2 separate regions of the Gossypium hirsutum genome follow, and region 2 is linked to region 1. A link is a contact called in public Hi-C data. All regions are on one chromosome and are shown on one strand. Each heading gives the region's core, a stretch centred on a gene start, on an enhancer-like site or on the middle of the called end of the contact. The rest is flanking DNA. Distances are from core to core; before and after follow the strand shown.

Region 1 (6,586 bases), core at 588-3,087:
AGGACACCAGTTCTCCATGAATTCTCGAGCCTCATTAACAAGCATGTCTAGCTCTTCACACTCTTTACACAGAATTTCATCTGAAGGTATCTCACAATCAACAACATCATCAAGCAGCGGTTTTAAAAGTTTTAACACAACAACCATATTCCGGTAATCCTTTCCAATAGGAACAACTTTTCTGGTCTGGCATGATACAAGATGAGCAAATCGAGCAATACTGTTAATAAGACATCTCACGGAGGTTGTGTCCATCTGACCTGTATATCAATGAAGCATACAGAATTTATAAAGAAAAAAGAAAAAACTTATAAATCAAAATAGTATAAAAATTGCTCAGGCATAATCTGTTCATAAGTACAGGAGTGCCTTTGAAAAAACTTAAGCTTGCATCATTATCTGTGTTGCCTTTTTTCCCATAATCTAAGGAAGCCCACTCATTAGATGTCAATCAAAAAGATAAAAGATTAATTTGTACATCTTTTTATAGTAAGAGAAAGGCTTTGATTGATGTATATCTGAGGAACACATACAAACACATACACTGCTCACGAAAATTACTTGTTCACCAATGCCATGGAAATTGATATTTTTCCACTATCTAAGGAAATCCACTTGACTAAATTCCCAATTAAAAAAACATCAAATAAAATATCAGATTTTATAAGATTCAGTGTAAGAAAAAGGCTTTTGGCTGGTCAACAATAATGTTATCTATTTGTGGACTGTTGGACTCTTAGTTACAATAGTCAAGGTTCAATGTTCAATCCCCATAGCATTAGCACTTCAAGTATTAATAAAAAGGAAGACTTTTTTTAAAGAAAATATATTTTTTACACATTCATGGCATTCTCCATATTGACTTTTTCCCATTTAGGAAAGGCTAGACTATTCCAACAAAATATAATACTATGAAAAAAAAATAAAAGATAAGATCTCCACAAATTAATAATAGCTTGGCATGTGAAAGAAGCTTTGTACTAATTATCTCATGAGAAACAAACACAAATAGCAATTGTGATATTGGAAAGCACAAAAACAAAAGCTACTGAAATCTTATAAAATTGATTTCATAGTTTATTTGTTGTAGAAAAGCTTGATTAAAAAAAAAAAGCTCTTAAACTTCAATGATAAAAATCTCTTCACCCTTCATTTAGAAACTGAAGAAAGCTTATTAAGAGTTTGAAGTTCAACAACATCAAAAACTACGTTTAAAATGGCTACCATAAGATCCAAATTTCCAGTTTCTGCCATTTAGCTATCAGCATCAGAGAAAAAGGGTATTACGCAAATTCACTAAACCAACAAAAAAAAGGGTTTCTTTTATTTTTCTTATAATTGAAATACTTCTCCACAGTCCACCAAGAAAATACAGATGAAAAAGCAGGAAAATTACCCGGTTTCTCTTAAAACCCAATTCCAAAACAACAAAGCCAGTTTATATAACCAAGACCAGAAAAAAAAATCATCAGTTTATACAATCGAAAACAGCAGAAATGTTATAAAATTTTTAAAAAAAATGAAAAACTAATATTTAAACATACAGAGGAAGCATGTTATACCTCTTTCCTGAAATGGGTTTAAGCAGGTGAAACGAAATAAACACAGATCTTGGTAGACATTTGAGTAATGAAATATCTTCAATGGAAATAAGCAAATATTAACCCTTTAAGCATCAAAACATAATAACTTCAACCTCAGCTTCTATATACTTTCTTTTCATTTATTTGCCTTCCTCAGCAAAGCTGCATGAGAGAGAGCTGCAAGAAAATAAAGAAACTGGAAAAACAAAAAGGGAAAATACTGGAAAAAGGAAAGCAAAAGGGTAAACAGGATGGGCCCTATTTGGTGGAAGATTTGTTGGGTTTTGAGGAAAAAATTAATTAAGAGTGGGGGAAGATTAATTAATATCAATCATGATTTAGATGAAACAAAAATAAAATGGAGCCAAGGGGCTTGGCTTTTTTTTGTTTAAATATGTATTTAGTGTATTTGGTTTTAGCTTGATTAGAATATTGTTATGAATTTAAGAGGATATAAGTTTGAGTACACTAAAGTATATTATCCTGAAATTTTTCAAAGTTATTAATATTTTTAAGAATATTTTAATATTGATGGATGTCAAGTTTTATAAAAATTTTTATACGGTCATGTTTTTCGTATTTCGTTGAAATTAAAATAATTATTTTAAAATTATTTTAATACTCATAGATATCAAATTATTTATTAAAAAAATAAAAAATGTATAACATAATTTGAATAATTTTTTATAAAAATTTAAATTGACCTCTAAGTATTTATAGGTGTCAAGTTTCTTTTAAAAACATCGCTACTCATGGATGTTAATGACACTAACATAGTGTATGAGTTCCACAACCCGGTGGATAATGATTTTAAGCTACATTTTGCTACAATAGATCTTGGATTGGCACGTTATCATTATCTCGTTGTTTACTTTACATGCCTATAAAATGAACTCAAATTGTGCACTCGGGTACCCTATAAAAAAAATGATGCAATTGATGGATGAGTGAGGTGTGTTTGGCCTCATTTGACCAAAGAGTTATGTAAGTTCTATATTTGTGATTGTCATTTCCATCGTTCGATCCATTATCAACATAATACGAGGACCTACGAAGATAGTACATTGAAGAGGTAAATAGAGCAAACATCTATATTGGTTGATCTAGGTTTTGCTGGAGAGATTCGGAAGCTTAGGCATAACCTTTCTGAAGTGCTCATTGACAATTGAATGCTACACGTGGTTCCTTTACTGCTAGATACTCTTCTTCCCAATAGAAACACCCAGACCATCTAATTGAGCTATTGTATATATTACCTTGTAGGGTAGAAAATTACCATCATGAATAATTTCTCAATATATGCACTAATCCATCGACCAATGTTGTTCCTACCACTTAAAATTTTATTCTATAAAGTCAATTAATGTTTTATGAATATATCGAATTAAATTAAATTAATTAACTATCCATAAAAATTATGGAAAATGAATTCACACATTTATACACTAAAAAATTCAATCTGAAAATGATGGTGTTTAAAATATTGGAAATATGCAAAAGATGGGTGGTAGATGATGAAACTCAATTTTCAAGTTTCAATCAAAAGGAAGAAAATATCAATCTCCTGTCATTTTCCATTGATATTTTTAATGGACAAGATAAATTATATATATATATATTAGAGGTGTAGTTTGTCTTCTTCAAACCAACAATATGTATGTAAATACATATTTAGATTGTCAGAAATTCCCCTCCACTAATCAATGTTGACCATGGACGGCATTTCTGTAGATTCATTTACTATTAAAGAATTATAAAAATAGGTAACCAAAAATAATAAAATAATAATAGTCCAGATTTATTTATTGTGGTGGTTAAAACTTTGTTTGACACTTTAATGGGATAACTTTTTTCCATATGATAAAAAAATTATATATAAATTTTAATTAATTATTTTTTTTAAATTAAAAAGAGTATTTTTTATTTTTAAAATAAATTTAATGATTTTTAAATTTTTTAAATGAATTTTTAAGTTTTTAAAAATTAAAAAAATTAATTAATTACTGACGTAACATTTACGTATGCGTCACGTCAATAAATTTAACCGATATTAACTTTTTTAATTATTTTGAGACAAATTGATAAATAATATAAGTTTAAAGGTTAAATAACGAAAAATTAAATGAAAGGTTAAAATAATTTTTTTTATAAAATTAGAAGACTAAATAAATTATTATACTATAATTTTACAATAATGTATATTTTTATAATTAAATTTAAAAAAATAGTGCATTCCTTTGATTTGCTGTTCTAACTTTATAGATTTTTATAGGTAAATATTGTTGTTTAATTGGTAACGAATATTTTACTTGAAAATTTGTATTTCTAAACGATCCCCTTTTTTTTACGGGACATCCAACCCTTTATTAATAAATAAATAAATGAGAAAAAATATTTAATACCGTTTTTAAATTTTACAAATAAAATTAAAAGATGACAAGGCCCTATAAAAATATAATAAAATATTTGAAAAGAAAACACGTATCAATTTTTAAGACTATTTATGAAATAAATAAAAAAATTCACAATGATTATTCTAAATATTCATCCAATAATAGAGAAAAAGGGTCAACCTTAATGATTTAATCCAAAAAGATAAAATATGCATATCATATCCAAATGAAAAAATAATAATTCAATTTATTTATATAATTTTTTTAAAAAAGATTATTTTTTTTTAAAGTGTAGCAGCCAATTGAATTGACAAAAAGTTGAGCCCCCCATATGGATTGTTTTCATTGGTTACATATGAATAATGCACAAAGAAAGCCAAGTTTTAGTGTCCTTAGCTGCCTTAATTATAACAGCTTGCCCCCATTTTTATCCTATTGAGATGATGATCCATTGCCAGCTATTACACCATATTTCATCAACATCAAACAAAGTCTCCCAATCCCCTCATCAAGTGGCATAAGCAGATGTAATAGCATTTGAAACAACCAAGTCTCCACCCATCCCTACTAAAACATATTTCAATGGATATTTGTGGTTCTGCTTGAAATGAACCAAATGCAGGAGTTTCTAATACTGCCAACTTCAAATGCAAGATCTTTGTTAGTACAATACATATTAATAGGATATAAAATTTTGTGTGTAAAGTTGTACTATATAGCAAATTGTGGGCATTGCAAGCCATGTGATTGAAAGGGGACACCAACTTGAATGGTCCACTTCTAAGACTAAGATGACAATTGTCTGGGGCGGGACATCATTAAAAGCTTCTGACTACATTTTGGTCAGCTTTTCCAGGAGTTTAAAGTGCCCAACAAACAAGGCAAGAAGCATTTCTTTGATTTACCAATTTTCAGATCATATATTGTCAGCTGGACCCATTCTTTCATAATAATTCTACAGCAATTAACAGAGGCAAAATACCAAATCATAACTAATGAAGAACAGGAAGATTAAAAACAATGACCAACCAAAGACAATGATGCCTCCCTGCCCTAATTCCTAATAGTCTTACCTTGTTTAGCCAAGTTTTTCAAGCTAGAAACTCATTTCAAGACAGGCTGCCTTTCGAGTTCTTCGGCTGGAAAAAGTTATGAAGAAAATTACCCAGATTGTTGTGCTTCCTAAAGGACAAAAGCAGATCCTGAATAACACATGAACCCAAAACACCCTCGTTTCTTTTTTTATTTTTCTCTCCTTTCATTTCCATGTCGAACTAAAATGATACCCACGGAGGAATATGGGCAATAAAGACTATAGATAGAACCAAAGGAGTCAGCATCAAGTGGTGGACGGTTTAGGCTTTGTGATTTTTCATCATGTCATTGACATCCAGCTCTATTTCCAACAGCGAAGAATCCTTCCGCATGCCGTAATGACTGTTCAAGGAACATGAAAGTTTCAGCAGTCAACATACTTTCACCAGATGCTAAATCTAATGGTTTGAGACAAATAATTACAAGTAATGGAGGTACCTGTTCAGAACAGGACCATGGTCAACAGCTGTTCGCAGACTATATATAACTCGACCAACTATGTCGGTCATAGAAACAGGACCAAATAACCGACTGTCCTTAGCTTCCTATCATCTCAAAAGAAGAAAAAATGAAACAAAGGAAAATGAAGAATACGAACCAGTTTCTACAAAAGCCAGGTAATAATTAAATCGATGGTATTCATTACTCAGACAAATTGGATTAAAGAACTTTGCTGACTATTTTAAAGAGATAAAGAGCCTCTAGAATAAAGATTATGAACAAGATAACTGTTATATGTTTCCCCAGATCTTAATGATGCATAGTGATTGTTATGAGTAGCAATGAAAACTTTGATTAGTTGTACTACCTATATTTTATACCTTGGGCTTCAATTTGTCGTTGTCAGCCAATACCCAGCATTGGTCCTTTTCAAGAACAAATGGCTCATCTTTTTCATCCTTTGACACCATTTCATATCCTTCTGTGGCAGCCAATCTTCTGACCAGATAGTTTTCTGAATTGTCAGGGTCCTTCAAGACAATAACATCTCCAAGAAAAACTCGACTGCCCAGAAGTTATGCATGAAGTTAGGGAACAATGAAATCACACCCAAAATAAAAGGGTAATATGGTATTGCAAAGAGATGGCAGGGAAAAAAAAAGTTATCCTAAGAAAATCTGCTTGGACAACATCAACTCGTGACTCATGAGTGAAGATGCCATGTCCAAGTGCTGTTTACCTATGGTAATCATCACACATATTTGCATATAGGCATACCTTCATATGATTAATGTGCATGCATATTTACAACACTGCATAAAAATAAAATTTAAAACCCTTCACAGAGGTTAGGTCAGAAACATCTACACGCATAGATCCTTGGGATGATTGAAGTGGAATCATCACAATTTGCAATGGGCCAACTCAACCAGGGTTATGAAACCATAAGATAATTCTCAGGTGCAGTAAGAAGTGTAGTGAATCTTTAGGGAACTGTGCCGAGAATAACAACTCTCAAAATGCTGCATAATTGAAAAGGGATAAACCATTCACTCAATGATAATAATAACAAGA
Region 2 (6,634 bases), core at 2,272-4,771, 200 kb before region 1:
TTGACAACTCCGCATGGCTTAGGGACTTCCAACATTAAAACAGACATTATTTTTGTATATCCATACCTTCTAACTACTGTTGGATCCATTTTCTGAAGTCTGTCACTTGAACTTGATCAATTTTAATGCCCACATCAGTCCCGAATCAGACTGCTCTAGCTTAGAAGCAAGTGCGAAATAAATGATTCAGAGTTTTCCTCCTCTGAGGAACAAAAGGGGCATTCTCAATTTACAACAATGTTTCTCCGCCGTAGTTCAATTCGAATAGGGAGCAAATTATTACAAACCTTCCAAAGGAAAACCATACCCTTGAGTAGGGGTGAGTATTTGATGACTAGATGACTAATCCTATTTTAACAATTGAACTCAATTTGAATTTTTTTTTAAATCAAATTGAGTCAAAAAATTTCGAATCAAATCTAGTTAACAAATTTTATCATTTATACTCAATGTTATGTTTACATGGACCGATTATTTAACCATAGACGAAGTACAAGATTATTTAACTACATAAACAATATAGTGGTTTTGATTTTTAACTTTAGAAAGGTAAACATTTATCAAAACAACATAGTTTTACCTTTTCTTATTTGAATTTTCGAATAACTCGAATTGTATAATTCATATTCAAGTTAAATCGAAAAACTTAATTTTTTATTTAAGTTGATTAACTCAAATAACTTAAATTATTTAATTCAAAATTTATTTCTTTTATTGAATTTTTTGAATCAAATCGGATTTTGTTCACTTCTACTCTTGAGTGACAGTTTAAGCTTCCATAACTAGGCTATATCAGGGGAATTCAAATATTTAGCAACCTGTTTCCAGAGAAATTCATATGCGGATTTATCCGAAAATTGTCCCCTTCCATGCATATTTGTCCTTACCATTCAACAGCGAAAATCATCTAGTGCTCAGCTCCTGTTACCAGACATCCCAACCTGACATTTGACAAGTTCCGACTTCCATGTAGGGCGAGCTGGATCTAGGAATGAGCTTATCTGATGGCCCGGTAATATTAGCTTCTGCCTGCGCTTGGAAGACAAAGAATTACCTTGAATGGGAGGAAAACAGAGTGTTCCATGGGCTACAACAAACAGGTAAGGGGAGATAGGATCCCTTGTGCAACCCACTATGCACTAGAAAAATAACCACCAAGGCCTTCATTTATAGACAGAACGTAGAAGCTGTATAGCATTTTTATTGTTTTGATAGCTATGTAATACAAACAAGTTGAACCTTCCTTGTCCGATAGCAGATCAGCAATCTGAAATTGGCTAAAGCTGTTTCAACTAGTTCTCCAGATAACTAACAAATCTCAAAAGATACATGTACCTTGTACTCAAAGCTTTTCCATTATTGAAATGAGATTACATTATTTGCCAAAGGCAGATCGATGGATCAGGGCTTCGTTGTGTAGACAACAAGATCCACAAGCAGCTATTCAGCATCGACTTCATTCAACAAATATCGTATGTATTTCACTACCAAGGTGGATCATAAATTACAAAACTATTTGCTAAAGACAGACTATCAGTTTCACAACTTTCATTTTTAAACAAAGCTGCCAAAAGAATATACGAAGCCATCCATCAGGCAACCGCAAGCAAACAAGTATATAAATCCATAATGGCCAACTCTACGTTAATAGAAGATGACTAGAAAGAAAGTTTTCCGCTCTGCATCTGGTTTTGGCCTTCAAAAATTATTGAAAAATAGCTGGATTCAGAAAGATCAACGGTAGTATGCCATGTGCCTCGACGACATGAAAGGCGAAGTACCAAAAGGCGAGGACTTCTGGACTTGGGCAGGGGAATTGGAAGATTTCTTTTTCTCACACTTGGTTTCAGAGCGAAGCCAGGCTTCAACAACAGAGAGCAAATTTTCTGAGCTTTTCAACTCATTAATTTCTGTTAACTTCTCAGATCTCTTCAATTGACCATCTTGGATGTAAGCCAAATGTGTTGCCCATGTCTCCAAACCATCAAAAATATGGGTAGCATATACGACTGTGGCTCCTCTCTAATACAATAGTAAATATCAGTTAGAGAATGGACATGAAATCATCAATGAGAGTACTCGAACGGTACAAAAACATCTATGCCCTACATGTGGATGGTGATCGAATAAGTGGCCATAATCAAAATGAAACCATCAATATTACTAATTGTTGCAGAAAGAAAGTGCCAAATAATGAAGAGCTGTATCAGTTATATACTTTTCGTAAGAAATATTCAACATAGTAATGTTCGAGCACCTTATTCATATTCAACAACCAGTCAGTATTTTAGGATGTGATTGCAAGGGCAGAGAACACAAGTCAGTACCTGCTCACATTCTTCCTTAAAGAAATCAAGTAAATCCATCCTCGCAACAACGTCAAGGTCCACGGTGACCTCATCTAGCAAAAGAACCTGCAATCAAGGAAAAGAAAACATTAAGTTACAAACAAATCAGGAAAACTAGTAATCATGCAGATTAGAAGTCACAAAATTATCCAAAAGCATGTACAAGCTTGAAGTGGAAGGTCGCAGTTGAATGTTTGCTTGTCACTAGGTAATTAAGGTACATTATAATTCATCAGTTGTAGATTATAGCAATAGCAGAATCGTAAAGCTTCAAGTGAAGATATCAGTCACACAAAAATGGCATATTAATAACTTCAAAACACCTGAAAAGGATGAAGAAGACCCATGCAAATTTGGACTCGACGTCGTTGTCCATCAGAAACCTTATGCATTCTCCATTGCAAATCAATATCAAGCAACTCAATCAATTTATCTCTCCTTACAGGATCAATTCCTTCAACTGTCAACAATAATTTTAGACCCAAAAAGAATGTTTAATTTCAAAGGAGAACAAAGGAGCAAGTAAAGAAAGCAACAAACAACAAGAGACTAATTAGCACTCACCTCCAAATATCATGTGTTCCGCTGAGAAGTCTCCCTGCAATGGAACCTCTCCCTGCATATGTTTGGCACAGTAAATTTGTAGTGTTAAACGAAAATGGTGGATATTAATCTTAAAAACAGAAATAGAAAATTTTACTAACAGCAGAGCCAATAGTTTTACTCCAAGATCCTCCCAAATAAGCTAAATCACCACCACAAACAAGTTGAGTATCGTGAAAAGCCGAACGGTTTAGTACTCTCACGACATCTCTTCCACCCACCATATGTTTTCCTGCTAAAATTTTCAACAATGTCGTCTTCCCTGCTTACAGTTAAAAAATTAGAATCAAAATTCCTTTACAAAATCGTCGTCGTTCGAAAGCAAATAGAAATTACCAGATCCGTTGGCGCCGACGAGAAGGCAACGAGATCCACGAGCGATGTCGAGATTGAAATCGAAGAAAAGCGGATGCTGTAATTCGTAGGCGAATTGCATGCCGCATACGGTGATGCCTTGCAAGTCTCCTCCATTTTCCTTTCCTTCTCCTGATCGGCAACAAGCTTGTTCCGCCATTTTTCGTGTGAATCCCCCGGTTCTTTACAACTTCTGTTTTTGCGGCCATTTTAATATTCATGTCTTCTAATTGTTATTGCTGGGATTTAGCCACGTAAATGGTTGGTGGAACTGGATCTCCTTGCACAGAATTTTACACGTGGAAGATATGTGTTGGGACACGTTATTCGTTTCAATTTTATAATGGGTAAAGAAACGGGGATGTGCGGCTGCGTTTTGATAGGAAGTGTAAAAGCTAAAAACGACAGCGTTTTTTCTTTGTTTGCTTGCCTTGCGGAGAAAGCAGGACCGAATAATATTTTTAAGATATCTTCACTAATTTGAATATAAAGTATTTAATGTTATTATATAAAAATAAAAAATTAAATAAAAATTCATTTCTGTTTGAATAATAGTTTTTTAACTTGTGAAATAAAAATTAAACTAACCTAAATTAATGAAAATTTACTTAATCAATTTCCAAATTTCTTAATTTTATTAGCTCTAGGAAGACATTTGAAATGATAAGAAACTTTCGTGTCTCTTAAATATATATATTAACTTAAATGTTTGCCTTGAATAGGATGGTAATTCAGGTTGCGAATATTCAATATGTTTTTCGTGAATATGGATATTGTGAATTCAAATGTTAAAATTACCATTCATCGTAGACCCAGAATAGATGTGAATAAATACATTGAAAATCCATTAGTCGCATACGCGAATATGAATATCAAAATCCACTTTTTACAAAATGTTTATAATTTTTATTTTCATATATATAAAAAGAGTTTTAACAAACTTTTGCAAATTTGGATATTCAAAAAATGATTAGAATTTTTAAAATTGGGTTTTTACGGATCCAGTTATCCAACAAATAATAGTATTTAATTTAAATTTAGATAGTAATACTTGAATAATTTACCATTAATAAACGAACAATTCAAAATATACAAATATCTGACTTAGTGCCATTCCTAATCATTATTCACAAATATTTGGGTGCTAAAACTGTTTTGTTTTGTATTCTATTCTTTTTCTGGCTATAAATTTGTGCAGAAGATGCGAGGGATAAGGAAGAACAATGAGCAAATTCCAAAAGGGAGCAGAGTTTTGAGTACTTTTGGCATGTCACGTATCAATTCACACAATGTTTAACAGAAAATTTATTAATTTTCTCTATTATATTGAAATTGTATAAGAAAAACATAAATGGTTCACGTCAGACGAAAGAGGCATATATATATATGATATTATTTTCCAAACATGAAAGTGTGAAGGCACCCTGTCCCTTTTTTCCTTTCCTTTTTCCTTTCTTCATTTCCTTTTTCTTTTCAAATATCAAAAGCATCAAACACAAGAGCTTACATACTTGAGAATAAATGATAATGCAAATTTAGAAAGCTGCCCATCCTGATGCAGTGGTCTTCGTAGATCCTGATCCGGTTGCTGGAAGGTGATTCCTCTGTAAATGTCATCAAGGGAGTTAATTGTGGAACCAAACACGAGTTTCTGTTACTCGGAAAATCAGAAGCCTCCTAAGAAAACATCCATAGATCAAGCATGAAAATATTTTAAAAGCCTAAAGTTAATTCCATTTTCTTATATCAGAGCTTCCATTCCAAATCTACACCTACACCACCGCTTGTGAACAATAAGCATTTGATTTAGCTCAACACAGTCACCAGTAAGAGGTAAAGGAAGTCAATGTGGCTATATGTATACAATGTCAAAGAAACAATTAAGGCCCCGTTCTTCATTGCATTTGGGGTTTCAAAAGTGCTTTTCTACCGTAGAAGCAATGAAGAACACCTGACTTTTGGAGTTAAAGTGCTTTTCCACCCAAAAGCAAAAGCTATGTAACACAGAATCATATAGATGTTGGCACAACTTTGCTTGACAAAAGCTACGAAAAATAACGAATGTGGATGTGGTAAACATATTATGATACCCAATTCCCTAACAATGCTACATTCAAGAGAAAAACAAAATCAAAATTTGCAGATCTTTTGGGTATGTAGAGCACACGAAATCTATATTTGGTTTAAGTATCATACATGCTAAAGGCATACCTCTAGTTGAGAAAAATATGTTGATGGGTTGGTTTGTTTCATGTTTTCTTTGGGTGCTCTTTGACCAACACCTTGACTAGTAGAGGCAAGCCGAGCAGCAACAGGGTCATTGGGAGGGGGTGGGAGAGGAGACCTTATTTTTCCAGCACCACTGGGTGGTGGAGCAAGGCTCAAGGTCTTAGGCTTTCCACTACCAGACAATCCCGCAGCTGAAAGCATACCGGTTCCACTAGATGGCTTGTGCTTCACATTAATCCGGATAGTCTCACCTTCCTACAACCCAAAACACCATAAGATCAAAATCCATCTAAGTAAAAAACGAACACTGTATTGAAAACCCGTTAGTAATGACAACAATAATAATTAAGACTACATTGTACACTTTAGAGCAGAAAACCAAAGACAGCTAAGTGCCAATGATGACTGATGAATCTAATTTAACCCCTTAATTTCTTTATCAGTAAATCAAGAATTATAAGAACAACAGAACCTGCAAAAAAGAAAAGCTTATAAATAATTCATTTAAGAAGGCACATTGACCGAAAAGATGTTGCACAATCTCTCCATAATATTTAGATTCAACTTATGAATAGAACCAACGGATCAACTAAATTTCTTCCTTTGTTCACTTACCCAAAACCCCAAATTCTGAAATCAATCAAATTTTAATCTAACAATTTTAGCTCAAAAATATGAAAATCAACCCACATTCTAAAATCAGTTACAAATTGAAGTTTAAAACTAGTAAAAAAGTAGAAGACTTGAAAGTTTCTACCTTCAATCTATGATTAACAGCGGGATGAATATCAATATGAGAATCACTGTCACTCGTCTCGCCAGTCTCTTTCTCGTTCTCTCTTCTAACATGCTTCTCGTGATCTGACAACGCCACGTTGAAATCAAACGCCTCGTTCCGTTCATTAAAACCGAGCCCAATAAACGCGTGTTTTCCATTGCCATCCTCGATCTTGAGCACGAAGTATCGAGATGAATCGAGAGCCGGCTCGACGGAACTCTCGCGCTGTCCCGGGTGGATGAAACAAGCGGCAAAAAGCTCACCCGAGTTGGGATCCTCTAACCGGATCTCACAACGGTCCTTGCAGGAGACAACCCGGAGT

The links. Hi-C and Micro-C count contacts between places; a contact is called where the count stands out from the background.
Region 2: a contact with region 1 is called in a Hi-C map of leaf, with 2.6 times the contacts expected there. The contact joins the promoter of LOC107955520 here to the promoter of LOC107955431 in region 1. A contact is called at or near these places in 11 of 34 Hi-C or Micro-C datasets (anther, callus, hypocotyl and 2 more).

The regions. Positions count from the first base shown.
Region 1 is chrA07:95,718,920-95,725,505 of Gossypium_hirsutum_v2.1, reverse strand. It overlaps LOC107955431 (U-box domain-containing protein 3), which reads right to left and starts at 1,837. Exons shown (of 5, transcript XM_016891216.2): 1 at 1,563-1,837; 2 at 1-260. The coding sequence starts at 255. LOC107955432 (mitochondrial inner membrane protease subunit 2) reads right to left here. Exons shown (of 5, transcript XM_016891220.2): 3 at 5,893-6,076; 4 at 5,510-5,616; 5 at 4,836-5,413. The coding sequence ends at 5,332.
Region 2 is chrA07:95,920,427-95,927,060 of Gossypium_hirsutum_v2.1, reverse strand. LOC107955520 (ABC transporter I family member 21) reads right to left here and starts at 3,521. Exons shown (of 6, transcript XM_016891309.2): 1 at 3,288-3,521; 2 at 3,053-3,213; 3 at 2,913-2,964; 4 at 2,672-2,808; 5 at 2,328-2,414; 6 at 1,340-2,022. The coding sequence starts at 3,465. The coding sequence ends at 1,735. It overlaps LOC107955519, which reads right to left. Exons shown (of 3, transcript XM_016891308.2): 1 at 6,292-6,634; 2 at 5,517-5,789; 3 at 4,598-4,909. The coding sequence ends at 4,841.